Regions from separate parts of the Sus scrofa genome. Here regions 1, 3 and 4 are each linked to region 2. A link is a contact called in public HiChIP or PLAC-seq data. All regions are on one chromosome and are shown on one strand. The core of a region is the stretch at or near the end of the contact, and the rest is flanking DNA. Distances in the headings are between cores, read along the strand shown.

Region 1 (3,337 bases), core at 321-2,820, 260 kb after region 2:
ATAACACCACCTTTACCACCCCCTCTTTCCCCCCCCCCCTCCCCTAGGAAGTTCAGATATAACTGGTCTGAAAATCATACTTGGAACAAGGGTGTCTCCAGTGAAGACACTGGCATGCTGGTAAATGTTTAACAACTAGTTTTAGAGGGGAGAAAGCCTGGTTGGTAGCATGCTGATTTCTGTGATGTAAATAGCCCCATCATGGTCGGGTCAAGCTACCAACACGACATCTTGATCTTGAAGATGGGAAAAGGTGTCTGCAATCAGTCCTTACCACGGCACAGGAACTGGCTTAGCAGGCCACTGGATGGGAGCCTCTGGATGCCTCTGCATGGTGGGTCCCGGGCTCTGGCATAGAAAGGCCACTGTTCAGCCGGCAATGTCACATCCCTTAGTTGAGTTGTTTGTTTGTTTCCCCCTAAATCCTCAGTGCTTTGAATAGTTTGTTTCAGAGGCTGGTTCCCAGAGACCTCTAGGGGTTCCAAAGCAGAAGAGAGGATAGGGCGAGAGCTCCAGGAAAGAAAATACTGTTCGTGTGGGACGTTGGCCTCTGCCACACTGTCAACCTTGTTCAACCCAGCTTTCAGCAGGGAGGCGGTTTGCAAACACCTGCCTCTGCCTCCGTTTGATAAGCTTTCTTGTCGACGTGCATGAACTCGATCCTGCTGACCTGCAGGATGATGAAAAGGCTGAGTGTTGGGGACCTGAGGGGATGAAAGGGGCTTGGAAGAGAACCATGGGGTGGTCATATGACCCAGGGTCGCCAGCGGCTTCAGGCGTCCCCTTTGTCTCCAGGCTCCGGCCCCACGTTGGAAGGTTTTGGTGATTTCCTCCCACCCCCGACTAGGCGAACAGATGTGGTGAGGTCTCCAGTTCCCAGGGCTCTGCACACAACTGCTTGTTGTTTCTCGCCCATAGACTGGGGCCGTGATCACAGACGGAACCAAAGAGCCAATCACTCACCAAAGAACCAAGCAAGCCCAGTCAGGTGTCAGGTCAAACCCCTTCAGTATGTCGGCAGAAAAAAGCTAAACTGAAATAGGCTGAAAAATAACCCCGTCCCTCCTGTCTTGCTCAGAGTCCACTGCAGGAATGCTGAGGGGCCTCAGGAGAGGCAAGGCTGCCGGCTCTCCCACAGGGATAAAATCCTTGTGGATGCTGTGACCATTGGGACAAATGCAGCCTGCTGAGTCTCTCATCCTGATGGCGGTACCACTGGTGTGGGTGAGACCCTACCCACTTCAAGCTTGGAGCTCGAAGGACCCCTCTGCTCTGAAAAGGATGCCTTCCGAGGTCCACTGAGCTTTCACTGCTCATTGGACGAAAAGGAGCGAAGAAAAGCAGTACAAAGCAAAAGGCACAAGAGTTAGCTTCCTCATTCCTCCTGAATTGTTCAACCCTAATTGTCCAAGTAATTTCTCAGAGCCTGGCTTCCTCCCACATTCACATTCTTTCACAAGTGGGGCAAAGAGAAGCATAAAAGACCCTAACTTCCTTCTATAAAGAACTCATCCTATATCTGATCCATCCACGAGAATAAGCCAGTGTCTAATAAGCCACTGTTTCTAGCTGATGCAATAGCCGGCAGCCATGACAGTCTGACTCAAAGACCTGGCACACGCATGTCTTAGGGTGAGTGTGTAGCACATTCACGCCAAATGCTAGAAGCGATGCAACAGCACCCATTTCCCTAAAGGAATGGGTATTTAAAGTGAGGTTTATGGACCCCAAGACCCTGAGAAGATAGCTGCAAGGTCCAAACTACTTTCATCATAACTCCAAGATGTTATTTGCCTTCTTCACCATGTTGACATTTGGGCAAAATTGCTCGTGCCAGACACCATACTGCTGGTCATATTCTTCACTGCCATGAGGTCATGGGACCAAAAAACAAATGAATAAAAAACAACAACAAAAAAAGGCAATCAGTTAAGCCTGCCCAAGCTGAAAGAGTAAAAATTATGAATTTCATGAAATCTTGCCCAAAGTGCGACATCTTTTTACTAAATGTGTGTGGTTAATTGGAAAGTAAGCATTAAGAAAGCACTCTGGTGGATCCTGAAGTACAACAGTTGTTTGGAGAAAAAGCATTTGTGAGAGTGAGTTGCGAGCTGAACTAGCACTTTTATGAAACACCATGTTTACTCGAAAGGACAAAATCGCCACGGTTATGAGGACTTGGTTATTTGACAGCTGTTTTCCCCTAAATGAACCATTTGAATTTGTCACTTCGAGAAAGATAATTGACCGTGCTTGTTGCCAAAATAGAGGCTTTCAAGCAAAAACGAGAGTTTATGAAAACTTGTATCTGCCACCCTTTCTGTACTTGGAGATGTTTCTGATGAGATCAGTGGTGATATTAACAAATGTGAATTTTTAGTTTTCATCAGGAAAGAGATGAAATTCAGATCTGCATTAACTTAGTGAAGCAATATTTTCCAAATGACCATGCAGAGTATTACAAAATCATGCACGGGCAAAAGAGCCATTCAAAGCGCAAGACAGACCAAACAGATTTTAATGTAACTGAGCACAAAGAGTTCATTGACATAGTTTCAGATTCCATACTGCAAGTAACCCTTAATAAACTGCCATTTGTCGGGCTCTGGTATAGTGTCAAAGAAGACTATCCACAATTATCTGAAAAGGCTATTAAAAATATTCCTCCCTTTTCCAGCTACATATCTATGCGAGGCTGGGTTTCCTTTATAAACTTCAACCCAAACAATATTATCACAGCTGATTGAACGCAGAAGCAGATATGAGAATCCAGCTGTTTTCTATTAAGTCAGACATTAAAGAGATTTGCAAAAATGTAAAACACTGTCATTCTTCTCATTAAGTTTTGTCCTATTTTATTGTGGGAAACAATTATTTTTACAGGAAGATTGTGTTATTTCAAATTTTTGAACAAATCTATCAACTTATCAGTTTTTATGAATTCATGTGAATTGATTCATATAAACATATGTTAAATGGATTAAGAAAGAAATATTAAATATTTTTCTGGGATTTTTTTCTTTTTTTTTTTTTGGCTGTGCCTACAACATGTGGAAGTTCGCAGGCGAGGGATTGAATAGCAGCAACCTGGGCCCTTGCAATGACAACGCCCGATCCTTAACCCACTGTGTCACAAGAGACCTCTCTTCTGTTTTAATTTTTGCCCTGGTAGATGATTTAAATATCTATCACCGCAGAGCAAAATATCCCAAAGCCTTGTGGGTTAAAGCAACAGCGATCCCTTGTCACCCCTCAGAGTTGCTGCGGATTTAGGAATCCAGGAGTGGCTTGGCTGGGCTTTTCTGGCTCAGGGTCTCTTGAGAGATTTGGGCCATGA
Region 2 (3,282 bases), core at 500-2,999:
GAAGGAGCCCTGGTGCTCTCGGTTCATGAGAGCCGAGCAAGCACCGGGAATCAGATACATGGAGTCTCCCTTGCTGGCTGTGGGTCCCTTGGGTGAGTCACCCAAGCTTTCTGGGTCTCGGTTGCTTCATCTGAAGAAGCAGAGTGTTGGTTTCAGTTATTGTCAAGACTTTCCAGCTGGCCCACCTCATGATTCAAGTACTCTGTGTTTGCACTCACTCCTCTGTTCTCAGACTGTTTGTTCAGCTCTCTTTATGAGGGGTTCTAGGCCTATTAAAACAGAAAAAAACGAAGTAGCCTTGCGAAGAGGAGAGTAAGTACGGGAGACCATGGATTGTTTTCTTCCGCCTAACAAATTACCAAGACTACAGGGTGACCCCAAGGCAACGGGCTATTTAATTAAATAAGTGCCAGGTTAAATACAGATAGTTCAAGCCGGGCACAAATTAACCATGGAGGATTCTTTTTCTGATATATTTAACCACCTAACAGTGCGCCCAGCCTCAACACACCTAATATTCTAATTTTAAATATATTTTGTAAGTGGAGATGGTGCCTGCATTCTTTCTTCTTCCTGGCCTTTTTGGGAGAAAAGGCTAGCAGGCCTAGATGAGTCCATTTCACTGGTAAGAAAATTAAAAATAAGCTACTCTTGGGAGTTCCTGTCATGGCTCAGTGGTAACGAACCTAACTAGTATCCATAAGGATGCAGGTTCAATCCCTGGCATTGTTCACTGGGTCAAGGATCCGGTGCTGCCGTGAGCTGTGGTATAGGTGGCAGATGCAGCTCAGATTCCATGTTGCTGTGGCTGTGGTATAGGCCAGCAGCTATAGCTCCAATTTGACCCCTGGCCTGGAACCTTCCATATACTGCAGGTGTGGCCCTAAAAAGACAAGACAAGACAAAACAAGTGACTCTTAGTGACAATGTTAAAACACCCTCTGCTGCAGGATTGTGCTTTATGGCTGGTCTTTGCTGACATGGACAGCACATAGCTGGTGATTTAATTTTTTTTTTTTTTAAGATAAATTTAGGACTGGCCCCTATTCCAGTTGCCTGGAAAAGATTTCTTCTGTGTCCTGAAGTGTTACCCAAATGCTACTCACAGTAGCAACAAATTCAGGGTTACCTCTGTGCTGAAGCAGTCAGCTTGCAGCTAGGGATCGAATACTAATTCAGTCGTGCTACGTGGCTCGAAAAGACATAAAATGCGATCCTTATTCAAAATGTTTACATTTTAGTTGGGGAGACAAGACATAAACGAGTGAAACCATCAGTTAGCAAGACTGGGTTTTGTACTTTGATAGCGTTCTGTATGGATAGAAGAAAAGACAAGCTTGAGATAATTACGGGACAGAGGCTTGTGAAGCTCTGCCCATTGGCTGGTACATTTAGTGCCAGTGAATCAGAAAGGGGAGATTGGCGAGAGCCAGCCTCTTTCTGGACAAAGGCTTGCTTACCTCCCTCTACTGGCAGGACTCTGGGGGTATGGCAGGGCTCCTGCTCCTGCTCTGAGCCACAAGTCTTAAGGAATTGAATGTGAATGGTGCCCACTGGGTCTATGTAGGGTGGCGGGCCTGTGTCATGAAGCTCAGACTGCAGAGACCTAGAGGTGAGCAAAGGATGGGGAGGCCTCAAGGTCATGGCCTATTTTTTTTTTTTTTTTTATAGAGGTCATAGCTGTGGCATATGGAAGTTTCTGGGCCGGAGACTGGATATGAGTCACAGCTGTGCCGTGGCAATGCCAGATACTTTACCCCATTGCACTGGTCTGGGAAGTGAACCCACACCTCCTCAGGGACCTGAGAGACTGCAGTCAGATTCTTCTTCTTCTTTTTTTTTATTTTTGTCTTTTTAGGGCCGTGGTGGCATATGGAAGTTCCCAGGCTAGGGGTCAAATCAGAGCTACAGTTGCTGGCCTATGTCACAGACACAGCGATGCCAGATCCAAGCTGCGTCTATGACTTACATCGCAGCTTGCCACACTGCTGGATCTTTTAATCCACTGAGCAAGGCCAGGGATTGAACGCGAATCCTCATGGATACTAGTCAGATTCTTAACCCACTGCACCACAGTGGGAACTCCACACCTATGGGTTTGAGTTAGCCTGTGGACCCATTAAATGTACTGTGCTCTACACAATCTTCCTTTCTTTCTTTCTTTCTTTTTTTTTCTTTCTCTCTCTCTCTCTCTCCCTCCCTCTCTCCCTCCCTCCCTCCCTCCCTCCCTCTCTCTCTCTCTCTCTCTCTCTCTCTCTCTCTCTCTCTCTCTCGTCTTTTTGCCATTTCTTGAGCCGCTCCAGTGCATATGGAAGTTCCCAGGCTAGGGGTTGAATCGGAGCTGTAGCCGTCGGCCTATGCCAGAGCCACAGCAACTCGGGATCCGAGCTGCATCTGCAACCTACACCACAGCTCATGGCAACGCCGGATCCTTAACCCACTGAGCAAGGGCAGGGATCGAACCCGCAACCTCATGGTTCCTAGTCAGATTCATTAACCACTGAGCCACGATGGGAACTCCTACATAATATTTCTAAATATTTTTGAGCCAACACTTAAAAATCAAGAGATTTTTAAAGTAATGATTCATTTATCTGGCATCTCTTGAAACACTGGGATATCTGACTATCTAAGACTCCAATTCCCCTTTGGAGTCCACTGTAGCATCAGTCATGTGGATCTAGGTAGAGTCAGTTTCTTTTTTTTTGGCCACACCTGCAGCAAGTGGAAGTGCTCAGGCCAGGGATCAAACCAGCACCACAGCAGTGACCCAAGCTGCTGCGATGAAAATGCTGGCTCCTTAACCTGCCATGCCATAAGAGAGCTCTCATCAGTTTCTTTTAAGATGGGGCTTGTGTTCTCCAGCCTGCCCCAGTCCTCCCCACTCCCTATAAGTCCCCAGGACTGACTGAGCCTTCCCCTCCTGCTGATGATGGAGAAATATTTCTCTCTCTCTCTTTCTCTTTTTTAGTCATACTCGCTGCATGTGGAAGTTCCCAGGCCAGGGATCGAACCCACACCGCAGCTCTAACCAGAGCCATAGTAGTGACAATGCCAGGTCCTTAACCCACTGAGCCACAAGGGAACTCCTCTCTATGCTCATATTTCTATCAAGAATAAGAAAAATAAAAGCCCGAGAAGGCTGTATATATATGTTTTTAAGCAATAAGAAAAAAGCCTATGCTTCATAGAAGTGAAGAACATGCAAACAAACAGCCGCTGTGTTGAGGGAAATTAGCCCATCCGACCTTTCTCATGCACATTCTTGCTGGGCCCTGTGTC
Region 3 (3,203 bases), core at 686-3,185, 370 kb after region 2:
AGCTACCTTGGGAGAGGGAAATGAGGAAAATATTGCAAATGCTTTTGGAGGATTGAAACATGCAAACTATAATAAACAAGAAATTGGGGTCTTTGAGAGAGGTCAGAGAATCCTGCCAAGCAAATCCCAGATTATTTCATGGAGTCTCAGGGCAGAGATGTGATTTGCTGAGGAAACACAACATGAGTTGGTGGCAGACTCAGGAAGGAGTCCAGAGGTCTGAGTCACCTCCCAGAGAGGGGCCAAATCCAAGTGGGGCTTTGCTGGACACCACGGACAGAGGGGCCTCTGGTGCCTAGGGTGTGCTCACATGTGTCCATGTGTATACACGTGCATCTGTGTGTGTGTGTGTGTTTGTGTGTGTATGTGTGAGAGAGAGGGAGAGGCAGAGGCAGGATGGGATGCTCTCGGGCCCATTGCTGAAGGTTACTGGAGGCTTACAAGTCATCATAGAGCGATGCTAGTCCAGGCACCACTGGTCCCCCTGGGAGCGGAAAGCCTGACAGTCAGTCCCCACAGACGGATGGACGGAGGCCTGGAGAAGGGACTAAGAAGAAGGGTTTGCGGAAGATGGGATGACAAAGAAGCCCATACACTTCCGGGGACAAAGCTGTATCCGCATAATTTCCTTAATATAACTTTGATCAGGAAAATCACTGTTCCAAATGACCTCTTGAACTCTCCCTACATCCTTGAGAGGAGGATGCTAAAATTCAGCCCTACCCCTGCCCAATGAGGAGGGAGCCCCAATCTTCTTGGCTCACTGTCCAGTTGGCCTACGGAGAGTTGCACAAGCTCCAAACATTCCTCTGGTTTGGATTTGCCTCGCTCTTCTTCCTTGGCCCAGAAAATGAGAGAGAACTGAACTCAGGACTGAGGGTCTGAAACAGCGAGGCATGAGTTTGCAGAAACTCTCCAGAATCATCATTTGGAAACATTCCCGCATGTCGGGCCCCCATAAACATCTCTCAGCTCACTCTCGGTGGGAGTAAAGACGTTACAAGGTGGCTCTAAATATATTTAGGGACCTGGTACGTTCACCTTTACCTGGGCTAGGTCTCCGTCTTCCCAGGAAGGAGGCTTTCACTACGGCCGTCCAGTCCCACGCTGCGTACTATGCCTACATCTGAGTGCCTGAGAAAATTCCCATGGGGCGGTGTAGTAAAAAAAGATCAACCACATGAAGATCCTGCCTTTTGATTTCCTTGCTTCATCCAAATTGCTCCCCAGGCGCTTTTAGATTTCGAGGCTCCCCTAATCACCCTTCTAACCAGCAGCCCCGCCACGGCATAGAAATTAATTTGTATAGCTCCTAAGTGAAATTATCCCTGGGGAGAGAAGATGCCCAAGGCTTTAACAATTACAACAGAACACAGCCTCGGAGTGAGAAGAGGAGACAAGTACACGCTGACATCCCGACTGAAACTCCAGGCTGAATCCGACAGAGAAGAATGTAATTCCCTTTCCTGGTTGGAGGGGACACCAAAGAAACCGGAGAAGTGGAATACCTATTAGGTCCCCACTAATCCTCCTCCTAAATTCAAAGCAGGGTTCCTCCCTGGAATTCATTTCTGAGTATTCTTAGTCGCCACTATTGTTCAACAGCTCAGTTGATAAGTGCTTGCAGCGCATAAGGCTTTCTACTGAGCTCACCCCTCCTCGTTCCCAGCCGCTCAAAGCACTTTACAAATATCACCTCATTATTCGTTATAACACTCCAGCGAGCCTGATCGGTGGAAAGGTTCATTATCTTCTCCTTACCAATAGGGGAAAGAGACAAAGGAAGAAGTGACTCGTTTAAGCCAACAAAGCAAGGCAGAACTGGAACTAAAACTCAGCCGTCCTCCTGACGTGCTGTGTGCACGTGAACTCCGCTCGCCTGCAAAGAGGTTCCGCTGACAGGGCAGGGTTTCCTAGCCACGGACGGTGTTGTAATCAGCAGGTCCACAGAACTGGGGCACTGGCTGGAGGGGAAGGGATGGCAGTCGAGATGGAGGAGCCCCATGTGAGGGGCCTTAAAGGGTTTGGACAAGTCACTTTGACTCCATGGAAGAAGGGTTTCCATTAGAGGATCTTAAGGGTTCCTTCCAGCTCTTAGACAATTAGTGAAGCCTGGAGTTCCTGTCATGGCTCAGTGGTTAACGAATCTGACTAAGAACCATGAAGTTGCGGGTTCGATCCCTGGCATTCCTTGGTGGGTTAAGGATCCGGTGTTACCGTGAGCCGTGGTGTAGGTGGCAGACTCGGCTTGGATCCCGTGTTGCTGTGGCTCTGGCATAGGCTTGGCAGCTACACCTCCGATTAGACCCCTCGCCTGGGAACCTCCATATGCTGAGGTGCAGCCCTAGAAAACGCAAAAAGAAAAAAAAAATTTAGTGAAGCCCTAGCTTCAGAAGAGGGGTTCTATTTTTTTCACCAGCCCTTTGTGACAATCTGAGATTCATTTTGCTTGTAAGCCTGAGATGGCATCCCTGTCTCTTTATAAGCATCTCTGTGTCATCCACAGTCCACCCCAAGGATAGTAGGGGACAAATCAGCTAGTAGGGACAGGTAGTCCTGGGGCACCAAGGCCAGGGACTGAAGAGGTGAAGGGAGGCTGGGAACAGAAAGAAGACTGGAAGAGTCAGAAAAAGAATTGGCAAATAACATTTTGAGCTGTGCCTGGGCCCTACCCATGGACACTCCTTACATTCCAAGGAACCTATGACAGGTCCTTCAAAGTTTAAGTAGGCTGTAAAGAAACAGAGTTTGCTTTGGTTTTTCTAAATACAGGCTTCACCTGTCAACCCTAAAATCCATGTGAGCAAGGCCCCAAGGTACCCTGGAGGGGTGGTTTTCCATTTAAACGGAATTTCATTTTAATTGAAATAACATTGATGTGCCTTCAAGTTAATTAAAACAGGATTTTACAGGTGGCTTCATAGTTTATAATTTGTGTTGCTTGAGCCAGATATGCCTAAGCCTTTAGAAAACCTGCAGTGTTTTATCTCTCTGATCTTTTACATTTTCTTTTCCTGAATGATGCTTTGATACTCATTGTTTGCCCCAAAGAGCGTTTGAGAGGGAGGACATTTAGTAGAATCAACACTTGTTTGCAGAAGCAGCCCCCACAACCAGAATAATGACCTTGGAAATAGTCTTGGGTGATGGGCTGATTACAATGACTGGATATAAAGGACTGACTGTGTAGCCGCCAGAAAGAA
Region 4 (3,428 bases), core at 875-3,374, 310 kb after region 2:
AAGGAAGGGGTGGCCCTTTCCTGCCGCCAAATTGCTACCCTACACAACTCCTGCTACTTGGATGGAGGACAGGATACTGAACCATTTTGGACCATGGCAATAAAGGCAATGATGGAGCAGTGAGCTAAGAGCCGCAATCCCTGGACCAACATATGGGGCCAAGGCGCCACACCAGCTCTGGACTGCATTCTTCCATGATGCTATGTGAGAAAGCTATCAACCTCTATCTTATACACCACTGTTAATCTAGGTTGTGATTCCACCCAGCCAATCTTATAACCCAACCATACTTAGGAAGTTTCTTGAGGGATCATTATATGAATGTGATTGATCCATCTTAGCTTAGAATTTCAGGATTCAAAATTCAGGATGGGCCTAGAGTCTCCCAACAGAGGCTTGTGAAGCCTGAGAGGTAAGTCGTCACGGACTGCCGTGATGGAAGATGAGGGGGCTCAAACTCATTTCTGACTTTATAAAATCTTAGGAGCCCAGGCTGAGGGCTTGGAAAGGGCTACAAATACAATTTTGAAGCAGGGAACATCACTTCACCTTTCTGGAACTCAGCTCCCTCACCTGAAAATAAGGATGATGAATGGAACAAAAACATCCCTTTCCGGGAAGGGTATATAGTTAACTTTAGGAGGAGTGAAGTAATTTTTGTCAGTTAATCATGGAAGCATAGGCACAAAGCACATGCATTGTGCAGAAGATCCTCCTAGATGCTATAGGCAGCTTGCATCCCAATGGCAGAGGCACAAAAGGGATCCATGATGAATACATAAGAAGATTGCCCATGGAAACATGACAATAAACTTATAATTATACACGGCTACACAGGAATTGGTCCACTACCTCCAGTAGAAGTGTAAATTGGCAAACCTCTTTGGAGAGCAATTTGGGAATACAGAGTAAAGAGAAACATATGCATCCCCATTCTACTTTTTGATATAGACTGGAGAAACCCTCACACCTGCACACCGAGAAACGAGTGCAACCAGATTCACTGAGTTAACAAATAATCAAAATTTCCTCCAGTAAGGGAATGGGTGACATGTGGTATATTCATGCAATGGATAAAATAAAAGAACATGATCTACGTGTATCGACACGGATATGCTGCAAAAACACGATGCGAAGGGGAAAAAGCCAGTTGCGGAATGATGTGAACAATAAGCCATTTATGCACGTCCAGGATGCGCTCCTAACAAATATGATGTTTGGGTTCACATATATGTGGGAAAGTTTTTCAGAATCGGGTAGGGATATGTATCAAACCCTGGGGGGCTTTTGGTGTTTGTGGAGGAGCATAGGGGTGAGAGAGGAGGGAGTAGGATGAGGTGCGACGGAATTTTGAATTTTGGCAAGTTTTATTCCTGTAATTAAAAAAAAAATCTGAAATTAGGAGTTTGGGATTAACATATACATACTGCTTGCTATATATGAAAGAGATAAACAGCAAGGACCTACTATATAGCACAGGGAACTATATTCAATATCTTGTGATTACCTATGGTGGAAAAGAACATGCAAAGTACATATATGCCAATATGAAAAGTATATATATTAATATGCAAAGAATATAAAAAGTATATATATATACACACACACATATATATACATATATATATATACACCTTTTCTTTGGCCACACCAGCAGCATATGCAAATTCCTGAGCCACGGATCGAACCTTTAGCACAGACCTGAGCCACTGCAGGGATAATACCAGGTCCTTAACCCACTGTACCACAAGAGAACTCTTATATATAATTTATATATATATACACATATGCCCTAAATCATTTTTCAGTATATGTGAAACTAACGCAACATTGTAAATCAATCATACTTCAATTTTAAAAATTTGAAACAAATATCAAGATGTTAATGTGTTAATTCTGTGTGTTAGACTCATGGATTTTGCTGTATTATTTTCTGTACTGTTCCGTAGTTAAAATATATTTCCCACACTGGAAACAAACTCTCTCTGAGGCTAACAGCGAGAGTCAGAGGAGTGACAAAGCAGGGGGCCCGTGTGGGCCGATGTCATGGAAGGAGGGACAGGCAAGCGAATGCTGAACGAGAAGAAGAGCCTCTGCAACTGGCAGTCCTGCCCCCTCTTCCTGGGGAAGTGCCTCACTGAGAAGCAGGCCGAAGCAGCACAGGACAGGGTGACAGGCCCCCTCTGCCCCCTCTCTGTGGCGTGTGGGAGTGAGACATTCTGCTGCACAGACTCCCAGGACTCTCTGGCCAGGCCCCACAAACCTGCCAGGCTGTGCCTGGTGCGTGGATGATACTGACCAAGCAGACGCCTCCATACCTGGGTGGAAACAGATGGAGAATCTGCTGGTCACTTTGAGTCCACCAGGCAGAAACAGGGGCTCCTGATTCTAACTGAAATCAGATGAACTCAGATGGTGGTATTTGAGGGAAAAGAAGTTTTCAATGAATCACCAGCTGGCTCATGATGAAGAAAATGGGGTGGAAGAACCCAACCCAACTTTGTGACAACATGCTTCAAAAGCATGTGATCAAACAACCATTCTTGATTTTACAAGAAAGATAAGGCACATAGCTTTTTTAGCTCTTAAAAAAAAAAATCACTGTTTCTTTGCTTTCTGGTTTCTTCTGAGTCCCTATAGTAGGTGGTTGGAAAAGAGAAAACTAGCTTTGTTTCCAGAATCTTCTCCAGACCTATCTCAGGGTGTCCTGGGGTTCCCAGCCCTATCCCCAAGTTTATTCTGCTCATAGAATGAATAAGCAATGAGATCCTGCTATATAGCACAGGGAACTATATCCAATCACTTGTGATAGAACATGATAGAAGATAATACGAGAAAAGGAATGTATATATATGTATGACCGGGTCAATTTGCTGTACAGATGAAATTGCCAGAACATTGTAAATCAACTATTCCTTCATTTAAACAATATTTAAAAACCCCTAAACTAGTAGAGAACAGCATCAGAATCCAGATTCAACCTGCCTTACCTGGTCCTGATTTAAAATATATATATATATATATTTATATAAAAGCAAACAATTCTGTCCTGTTGAGAAACTAGTCCATTGTCTTCTGCCACGGTGAAAACAACTTGGTTTTTGTTCTTGAAAGGCTTCCTAGTTTCCTGAGGAAGAGTACAGGGCAAAGGAAGTGTGAACAAGGAGAAGCCTGCCGAGTCCACGGCTGCCTTTTCCCAGGCCAAAGCATCCTAGAATACCTGCTTCTTCACCAAGTCCCCAGACCTTTACTGCCAGGAGTCCCATGAAAGCCAGGATGGCTCCGGGAAAGCCAGGCCCTGGGTTTTCCCTGGGCTGCCTGCAGCATCAACAATAGCCTGGCTGCTTTCAGGTATAGAATCTTTATTCTTGGCCCTGACGCAGAGGCCCAGGGGCCCCAGCTGTGTTCTGGGTGGCACAACATGTGCG

The links. HiChIP or PLAC-seq counts read pairs in DNA pulled down with a chosen protein or histone mark.
Region 1: an H3K27ac HiChIP or PLAC-seq map of alveolar macrophages shows a contact between it and region 2. The contact joins two enhancer-like sites. A contact is called at or near these places in 2 of 47 Hi-C or Micro-C datasets (alveolar macrophages and omental adipose tissue) and 2 of 2 datasets of contacts at active chromatin or transcription factors (alveolar macrophages and skeletal muscle).
Region 3: an H3K27ac HiChIP or PLAC-seq map of alveolar macrophages shows a contact between it and region 2. The contact joins two enhancer-like sites. A contact is called at or near these places in 2 of 47 Hi-C or Micro-C datasets (embryonic fibroblasts and omental adipose tissue) and 1 of 2 datasets of contacts at active chromatin or transcription factors (alveolar macrophages).
Region 4: an H3K27ac HiChIP or PLAC-seq map of alveolar macrophages shows a contact between it and region 2. The contact joins two enhancer-like sites. A contact is called at or near these places in 2 of 47 Hi-C or Micro-C datasets (embryonic fibroblasts and liver) and 2 of 2 datasets of contacts at active chromatin or transcription factors (alveolar macrophages and skeletal muscle).

What each region holds. Positions count from the first base shown.
Region 1 is chr7:92,213,779-92,217,115 of Sscrofa11.1, reverse strand. The region is part of intron 11 of RAD51B (DNA repair protein RAD51 homolog 2); the gene reads right to left. Among named protein-coding and RNA genes, the nearest start is that of ZFP36L1, 280 kb to the left of the region's middle. Within about 2 kb of position 1,570, at least 13 of the 83 cell types and tissues checked have an H3K27ac peak or open chromatin away from gene starts, as enhancers often do. A contact at or near this core is called in alveolar macrophages, where this site is marked.
Region 2 is chr7:92,476,743-92,480,024 of Sscrofa11.1, reverse strand. No RefSeq gene overlaps it. Among named protein-coding and RNA genes, the nearest start is that of ZFP36L1, 17 kb to the left of the region's middle. Within about 2 kb of position 1,749, at least 8 of the 83 cell types and tissues checked have an H3K27ac peak or open chromatin away from gene starts, as enhancers often do. A contact at or near this core is called in alveolar macrophages, where this site is marked.
Region 3 is chr7:92,103,898-92,107,100 of Sscrofa11.1, reverse strand. The region is part of intron 9 of RAD51B (DNA repair protein RAD51 homolog 2); the gene reads right to left. The region is part of intron 1 of LOC106507734 (a long non-coding RNA gene); the gene reads left to right. Among named protein-coding and RNA genes, the nearest start is that of ZFP36L1, 390 kb to the left of the region's middle. Within about 2 kb of position 1,935, at least 32 of the 83 cell types and tissues checked have an H3K27ac peak or open chromatin away from gene starts, as enhancers often do. A contact at or near this core is called in alveolar macrophages, where this site is marked.
Region 4 is chr7:92,169,452-92,172,879 of Sscrofa11.1, reverse strand. The region is part of intron 11 of RAD51B (DNA repair protein RAD51 homolog 2); the gene reads right to left. Among named protein-coding and RNA genes, the nearest start is that of ZFP36L1, 320 kb to the left of the region's middle. Within about 2 kb of position 2,124, at least 12 of the 83 cell types and tissues checked have an H3K27ac peak or open chromatin away from gene starts, as enhancers often do. A contact at or near this core is called in alveolar macrophages, where this site is marked.